2 separate regions of the Mus musculus genome follow, and region 1 is linked to region 2. The links are chromatin contacts, called in public Hi-C maps. All regions are on one chromosome and are shown on one strand. Each heading gives the region's core, a stretch centred on a gene start, on an enhancer-like site or on the middle of the called end of the contact. The rest is flanking DNA. Distances are from core to core; before and after follow the strand shown.

Evidence for each region. Hi-C and Micro-C count contacts between places; a contact is called where the count stands out from the background.
Region 1: a contact with region 2 is called in a Hi-C map of Sertoli cells, with 5 times the contacts expected there. The contact joins two enhancer-like sites. A contact is called at or near these places in 3 of 484 Hi-C or Micro-C datasets (the HL-1 cell line, Sertoli cells and adipose-derived mesenchymal stem cells), 1 of 115 datasets of contacts at active chromatin or transcription factors (fibro-adipogenic progenitors) and 1 of 9 other capture datasets (embryonic stem cells).

The regions. Positions count from the first base shown.
Region 1 is chr13:29,502,087-29,506,050 of GRCm38.p6, reverse strand. All of the region lies in intron 11 of Cdkal1 (CDK5 regulatory subunit associated protein 1-like 1), which reads left to right. Among named protein-coding and RNA genes, the nearest start is that of Cdkal1, 350 kb to the left of the region's middle. Within about 2 kb of position 2,425, at least 102 of the 459 cell types and tissues checked have an H3K27ac peak or open chromatin away from gene starts, as enhancers often do. A contact at or near this core is called in Sertoli cells, where this site is marked.
Region 2 is chr13:29,197,966-29,201,876 of GRCm38.p6, reverse strand. It overlaps a transcript of Cdkal1 not described here. Among named protein-coding and RNA genes, the nearest start is that of A330102I10Rik, 180 kb to the right of the region's middle. Within about 2 kb of position 1,981, at least 25 of the 459 cell types and tissues checked have an H3K27ac peak or open chromatin away from gene starts, as enhancers often do. A contact at or near this core is called in Sertoli cells, where this site is marked.

The sequences.
Region 1 (3,964 bases), core at 1,176-3,675, 300 kb before region 2:
CAACAGAAAAAGAACTCTCTCTCTCTCTCTCTCCTCTCTCTCTCTCTCTTTCTGTATACACACACACACACACACACAGAGAGAGAGAGAGAGAGAGAGAGAGAGAGAGAGAGAGAGAGAGAGAGAACTCGATATATGTATCTATAACGATACATTTTTTCAGAAATCTCTGCCCCTGTGGTCTCTGAGCAGATGAATGTTCTGGAATGGACTCAGTAGGTTGTAGGAAAGCTACTAAGCTATGGAGTGATGGTGACTCAGGGAACAGTGCCTTCTCTCTGGTGGCACTCTGGGAATACGAATCTTCAGATTGTGTCTACCATTATCTGGCCCTCCTGTTAGTATAGAAATAAACAAAAATAAAACAATGTTCTAGAGGTTCATGGCCACTTCCAGAGTGAATCTTGAGCATAATTTGCTAGGGGTGAATTAATATTCAGGACACTCATGACTTGGCTATTGTCCAGAGCCCTAAGAGATGTAATCAGTTTCAGTTCATTCCAAACAATAGATTGTGGCAGGAACCTGGCTGAGCTGCGGGTGACTGTTCCCACACTGTTGATTTAAGTTGTCAAAGGAGTTTGAGGCATACTCAGGCCTGATACCAGTTTGGGTCAGCTGGCTGAGCTGTGACCCATTGCCAGTAACCTCTGCCATTCTGGGCATGGGACGGGAAGGCATGGCCCCTATCCAGCTCACCCCCTGTCTCACTAAACACATTGCTACCTGACTCCAGGGCCCTTCGTGACTTGCTGGGGCAGAGTTCAGCCTCTGCAGAGCCCTCAGGCCCATGCTGGTCATCTGGCCTCATCCCTGCCGGGACTGCTGATGGGCTGTGGCTTGCTGTCAGACTTATTCATTTCTAGCTTGTTTGGGTGATGTAATACTTGATTTGGTAAGAAATATTTGATTGATTGGTTTCATGGCCCATGTCTATATGTTTAGCTCCTGATAGTTTCCTTAGGGAACTCTTTGTCTAGTATGGTTCAGGCTAAGGAAAGGCAGGTTTACATCACATCAGCATTAATCATCTTTGGTTACATTCTGATTAGATCATTCAGTGTAAATACTGACTGGAAGAGTGATCTAAGGCTGAAAGCATGGGGATGAATACAGGGAAAACAGCAGTTTGCTTTAAGGAAGTTTTCTTTTTAGAGTCTGGAGATAAATTATGATTTAATTTGTTTCTGCCATTGGCCTTTGAACGTTAGTAATAGCAAATTTTATCAATTGTACATACACACACTGATGGAAACGTGTTAGGTTTCTGGAACTGTTGTCCGTGCTTTCCTCTCAGGTGATATAAAGTCCTTGTAAAGTACATTTGCTCAGTTTTTGTCTGATGAACAGACAAAAAGATGTCCTTTCTGGGAAGGACCAAGTCCTTCCAGTGGGATTATTAATTTACCTTCTCCCATGAGTCTCGGGAGAACTGAGCAGCAGTGTTTTGATAGGAACAGCCTTTGTGCTTTCTCTGTAAATGAATGTATGTTCAAAAACCAGAATGCCCAAGTCTTGACGCACATAAATCAAATGATTCTCTTTGTCAGTCAACCCTTCTCATCTCATAAACTTTAGTCTCTAAATCTTCTGACTAATTGGCTCCTTATTTGTACATACCTCTATTCTCCAGTAGCAAAAATTCTGTCCTCCAAATAGTATTTGCCCAAAAATATTCCTGATTTGGGTTTTACTTTGCAGTTGGGTTTTCATTTATGGTACGGTGCCCTGTAGGTTTTAAGACAGACTAGACACCATAAACAGGGTGGCACTCGGTGTTTGATACACCATGGACCACACCTGCTCAGCTTCTGTGTGGCATAAATGGGAGCACGTCCACTCTGGGCTCATCACTTCTCAGTCACATGGTGAGATGTTTGTGTAGGGAAGAAAGGTTTGGGAATATTGACATGTGACCTCTTTCTTACTGATTGCTAAGTAATGGTGGCAAAGATAATAGAATAACAAGTTTGGCAGTTATATTTTCATCAAGAAAATAAATACATTTTCCTATATTCGTATTGCTAGTGTAGACTTCACAGTTATGTGATGTAGAATAACTTTGGAAACAAGTCAACTGAACATCCAAACATTTGAAGCAATTTTCTTGTCTAGAATGGACTCTAAAGCAGCCTGAGGGCTGGCATTAGACTGTGCAGCTCTGACAGACTCATTTAGGCATTGAGGCAGTTTCCAGAAAGTCCTGAGCTCAGGATTATCTCGTCAGTATTCAGTTAGGTAGGTAGTTGCTTAGTTGTGAGTGTGGGAAAGGTGTTAATTATGAGAGCATGAATGACTAAAGGGAGACTGTGTCACCAAAAGTGACCTCTCCTCTTTAGAATGCTTCCTTGGGTCTCAGTGGGGCTTTTTCATACAGCAATCACTGCTTAGAAGTTATATAACATAGTATCAGCTCACTCCTTTGCTTAGTCATTCCTCCTGAGGAAACACTTGGATTCTTTCCAACTTGCTAGCAGCTCCTAAGGGTTCTGCGTGAGTTCTTTTTTTGTTTTCTTTTCTTCTTTTTTTTTTTTTTCTCTTTTCCTTGCTTTTGCGGTGGAGGCCATAGCCACAGGTTACAGTGTACAATTAAATAGAAGTATATGTATGCTATTATTATAGCTAATATATAAATGTTGGATGATATAAAACAATCGGGCACATTTGTATCTTACTGTTTTGTGGGTTCACTGTACATCTCTGCATACTTACATCAATTTTAGCCCACGTGGGGCAATTCTTTTGAAGTAGGTTGACAGCTTTCCAGTTAAATGTCAGAAAGAAGCCTAACTGTTAGATTTGAAATAAACTGATTTCTCTTGGTTCAGTGTTAGCCTCACCTTTTGAGTGGCAGGACTTGAGCAAACTCAGAGGTCCCCTGCATTCTACAATGCTCCCTTTAATGACTTGGAGGCTGTTGTTTGAGTTTCCCAGGATTGTGTGGGTTATTGTTATATCTTTGCTTTTATGGTATAGTTGTGGTCTTATCACAGTTTGTTCCATGCTGAGTCACAGACAGGAGAGCAGCAGTCCATGTTTTTATTATTCCTGTGAGGAAAGGCAGACTTTCATGATGCATTTTCCAGGAATTCATTGTGGAGAAAAACTGAGACAGCCGGTGTATAAAACCAGACACATACGCAGTCTTAAGGAAGATGTTATCAGAGAAAATTGTTTCCTTTCCAGACACTCGGGGTTGTTTGGGTATCTTTATCTGTGATTGGACATGACCTCATGAATTATGTTGTCCATTTACGATAGCTACTAATACTGGTGGTGCTCAGAACCTTCTTGGCATGCCTCAGCTCTCTCCCCTCCTTTCCTGCTCATCCTTTTCCTGACCCCCTCACCCTCTGGCCTTCCAGCTTCCATGCAGCCTGGCTGCTTACTTAGTAGGGTACTTACTTAGTGGTCCAGCTGTCCTCCAATGGCCCCTGTGCCATCAGCATTTGCTCTATGGCTGAAACTGGCTGAAGAAGTTGAACACTTTGATGCCCCTAGAGCTGTCTTTCTGGTTCCCAAGTCTTTCCTTTTGATGGTATTCCTCCATGTTCACATTAGCCACGCTGAAGCTTTTCTATGCAGTTTATGGATAATTCTGCAAGAACCAAAGCAACACCTCAGCCATAGGCTGGGACTTGCCACAAAGGGCCACTTCATCCACCCGCTGCCCACAGGTGCCACTTAGACATTAGCCTCTCATCATCCTTCACACCCCAAGTGTGGCCTGGGGCACACTCAAGAAGCTCTTGATGGGCACAGGGGAGAGGTGTGATAATGACTGATCTGAAAACTCTTGTGTCCTTGTTCGTGAAAGTAGCATCTATAAGGGAGGACCTGTGTGGAGCTGGTGAGGGCTTTGGCCTACACGCCTGATGTAGAACCTGCTCCGTACACACGAGGTACGAGGCAGAAATGGAGAGGGAGAAATAAGGCTAGGTCTAGGGATGCAGCAGGCCAGAGC
Region 2 (3,911 bases), core at 732-3,231:
TTCTTGAGCCCTGCCCATCCTTCCGATGCTTAAACCTAAAACTCATGTTGGTGCCCTGAATAGGAAGTTGCAGTCACTAGACCCCATTGTTTTCTCCTGCTTTCACCTTGGGTTTGAAATCTCCCTCCTATCCACAGTTCTAATTCTTCTCAGAGAAGAAGTGGTGCAACTGTGATGGGTAGAGTCTTCCCCTGTAGCCACTAAAAGCAGTGGGCAGCCTAGAGTCTACAGGAAGGTCGAGCCATAGAGCATAGGATGTGGCTACAGGTCAACATGTACAGTTTGGGTTTGAGCCCCGAGACGAAAGACTGCTCCCAGTTGCTTCTCAACCTGATCTAATCTTTCCTCGCTTAACAAAAGCTTTATGTCTCAATCTGGGTAAATAATTGACCACAAATCAAATCATCCCCCACTCATCCCTTGCAGACCATGGCCTGTCATCACAGTAGCCATTGATAGTCCTTATTAACTTTATGGTAATTGCTGTTTTCATTGGCCACCAACACACAGAGGCTTTGGTGTAAACACTGCAGGCACTAATGAGTCTGATAGCCTGCTGGCTTTAGGAGAATAAATATTCAGGATAAAACTTGACAACAGTGCGTACTACTAAATAGCTTTTACAAACTCAGTCACAGGGCTGGAGAGATGTCGGCATCATTAAGAACTCACACTGCTTTCAGGCTATGTTCACTATGGTCAAAGACCTTGACTAAAGCAACTTATGGAAGGCAGACTTTATTTTGGCTTATGGTTCTAGAGAGATAAGAGTCCATAATGGCAGGAGAAGTGGGGCAGTGACTGGAGAAAGAAGCTGAGAGAGTAGACAGGAAGGATGCTGAAGTTATACATTTGCAGAGCTTGATACTTGGTGACATACTTCCTCCAGCAAACCTTCACATTCTAAAGGTCCTATAACGTCCCAAACAGTTAAGTATTCTGGAGGACTAAGTATTCAAATAATTGAGCCTATGAAGGACATTTCTCACTCCAACTACCATCTTGCTCTAGCAGAAGACCTGAGTTTAATTCCCAGCCCTTATTTCAGGTGGCTCAGGGCGGCCTGTAACTCTAGCTCTAGGGTAGCTCTGGCCTCGGTGGGCACCTGTAGTCTTCTGCACATATCAAAGCCAACACTACGTAGACTAAGTGTGGGGGTACACACCTATCATCTCAGGACTCGGGAGGCAGAGGAGGCCATCAAAAGTTCAAGGTCCTCCTCAGCTACGCAGCAAGTTTGAAGACAGGTGAAACTATAGTTACAGGTCACACTATGGTAGAAAGAATCTCTGCTCGGATTCCAGGCCCAGGTCTGCCTCTGGGGATACCAGCCAAAGCTTTGCTCTCTCTGTTTGCTTGTGTGTAAAGACAGGAGGCTGGATTAGGCATCCATGGTTGTTTTAAAAGAGAGAGAGAAAAGGGATTCTGCAGAGTGAAAGGAGGTGTCACCCTAGGAATGATCCCCCAGGCCATTGTTCAGGAGATCTCCAAGGACTCTGGTAGCAGAAATACAGAAAATGGGACAGGAAGTTAGGAATACAGTTTACTTTAAAAAAAAAAAAAACTAGAAATACTGGTTTTGTAGAAACAGCATTAGGTATAAAGCGTGTGTACATTTAAGAAGTTAAGACACAGAATTTTCCTTTTTTTTTTTTTTTTTTTTGCTGTTTCATTTATGAGAATTTTTTGACATGTTTAAGTTAGGCCAAATAGTGTGTTTTAGTGATGATTTTTTAAAAAAGGAATTAAGAAAGAGAGAAATTCTTGAGGAGTGAGTTCCAAAAGAGGTAAAAACTTCAGAGCTTCATAGTCTGGGGAATTTAGAAGCGTGAAGCAGAAACTGGAAGTTATCTCTGTGACTGGCTGATTCTTTGGGCCATTATGAGCCAGCCCAATGGAGGGCTGACTCTATGCTATCCCTCTGGTCCAACCAGAGAGCTGCTCACACACTGTTCACGTCATGTGCTGCCCACACAGTTAGAGGTAATCAAATCTCCCTCTGTCCGTCTCCGTTTCCTGCTTTGACCTTGACTGTCTGCTAGTTGTCAGTCTCTTGGCCCTTGGCCGGCAGCACTGCCTCTGACCTTGTAGATGTCCCGAATGCTGTTGGTTATATTAGGCTGTCTTTGTTTCCAAGATGTGGCTGCAGTCTTTTCTTGGTTAGCTCATATTTAGACCCCTGTCTGTGAGGCAGCCTCTCAGATCTGGTTAGAAGCCATCCTTACTTATGGTGCCTTCTGTCACAATTAGCTGCATTAAAAGCAGGACAAGGGTGCCTTGCATACATTCCTCAAGGGCTTTCAGAGGAGCCAGCTGGATTGCTGTCACTGGCCCAGAGCCCTTCCTTTTTTCTTATCTGTCTAGCTAGCTAGGTTACCGAATACCCTCCTCGCCATACTCCACACTGCTTCAGACTCTGCCATTTTAACCCCAAACCTTCTCTTTAACTCAGCCTCCGTCTCACTGCAATGTATACAGGCAATTTACAGTTGTTAGTATGGGGCCCCGCGCCCCATCCTTGCCTCTCCCCCACTCCCCCAGCACATCCCATACAGTCTACAGAAGAACTAGCTCACATCTCAGTAGCATGCCTGTCCAGGAGGCATAAGGCTTTGGGTTTGGTTCCCAGTGCTGCAAAAATGAACAAGTACATGATATCAGACAAATAGGTCCAGAATAGATCTAGTATACTAACTCGAATCTGTAATCCCAGCATTCAGGAGGCTGAGGCAGGAAGATTTTAAGGTTAAAGCTAGGCAGGCCTATTTCCAAACAAACAAGAGAAAGAAAGAAAAACCTATGGTGACAGGATTCCCGTCTCAGGGGACTTCTAAACTCATATTTGGCCATTGTGCAACAGTTACAATACTGTTGTGAGGAGATCAGCTACCCTGGGCTCTGCCCCAGTAGCGTCAGAAGAAAAGGAGAGCTGAGAAGAGAGACTTCTGTTCCTCCCCCCCCCCCCCCACACACACACACACTCCCCTGTGAGAAGAGGTATTGTGATCATAAAAAAAAATAAAGAAATATTAACATAGGTTCTGAGGTGTGTGGAGGAAGGTATTGGGGAAGGAGGTCCCTCAGCGGGTCCGTGCCGAGGCATCCCTTGCCCCTGAGAGACCAACTAGAGTTTATTCAGGGCATGACGAGGGTAGTTAAGAGAGTAGTAAAGGTAGAAAGAAAGGCAGAGAGAGGGAGAGAATAGAGAAGTAGAGGCCAGCCATGACCGCGGGGAGATGGGGGGCGGGATGCGGAGAGAGGGGGGGGAGAAGGGGGCAAGTGAGAAGCAGGAGTAAGAGAGTAAGAGAACAAGAGGGACAAGAGAGGAAAGAGGGGGCAAGCAGCCCCTTGTATAGTGGGCCAGACCTATCTGATCATTGCTAGGTAACTGGGGAGGAGCATACCTGGCTGTTGCCAGGAACTGTGGGGGTGGAGTTCAGACAGAATACCAACAAGGGGGACTCCCACCCCATATCCTTCAGCTCTTACTCCTCTACACCAGCCTCAGAGCACAGCGTCCCTCCCGCTATCCCAGCCTCTGTGCAAATAAGGAATTGGGCAAATCGGTGGGTCCTTTTAGGTAGTCCTTGGTTGTTGTTGAAGAACTGTTTCCAAACTCCCGCCCCAGACCACGAGACAGCAAACTCTGCAGGTGCTCACGATCCCTCTTTGTGAAGGGCGTGGTATTTGTACATAAACGGCACAGACCCTCGAACACACTTGAAATCATCCATAGGTTACTCAGAATGCAATACAGATGTGGGACAGGCAGCTCTCCTGTTGTATTATTTAGGGAACGGCAAGAAAAAGCCCATACTTGGTCCACAGAGGTGCAGTTGTTCAGTTGGTTTTGTTTTGCTTTGTTTTCAAATATTTCAATCTGCCTTTAGTTGACTTCATGAAAGTGTGGA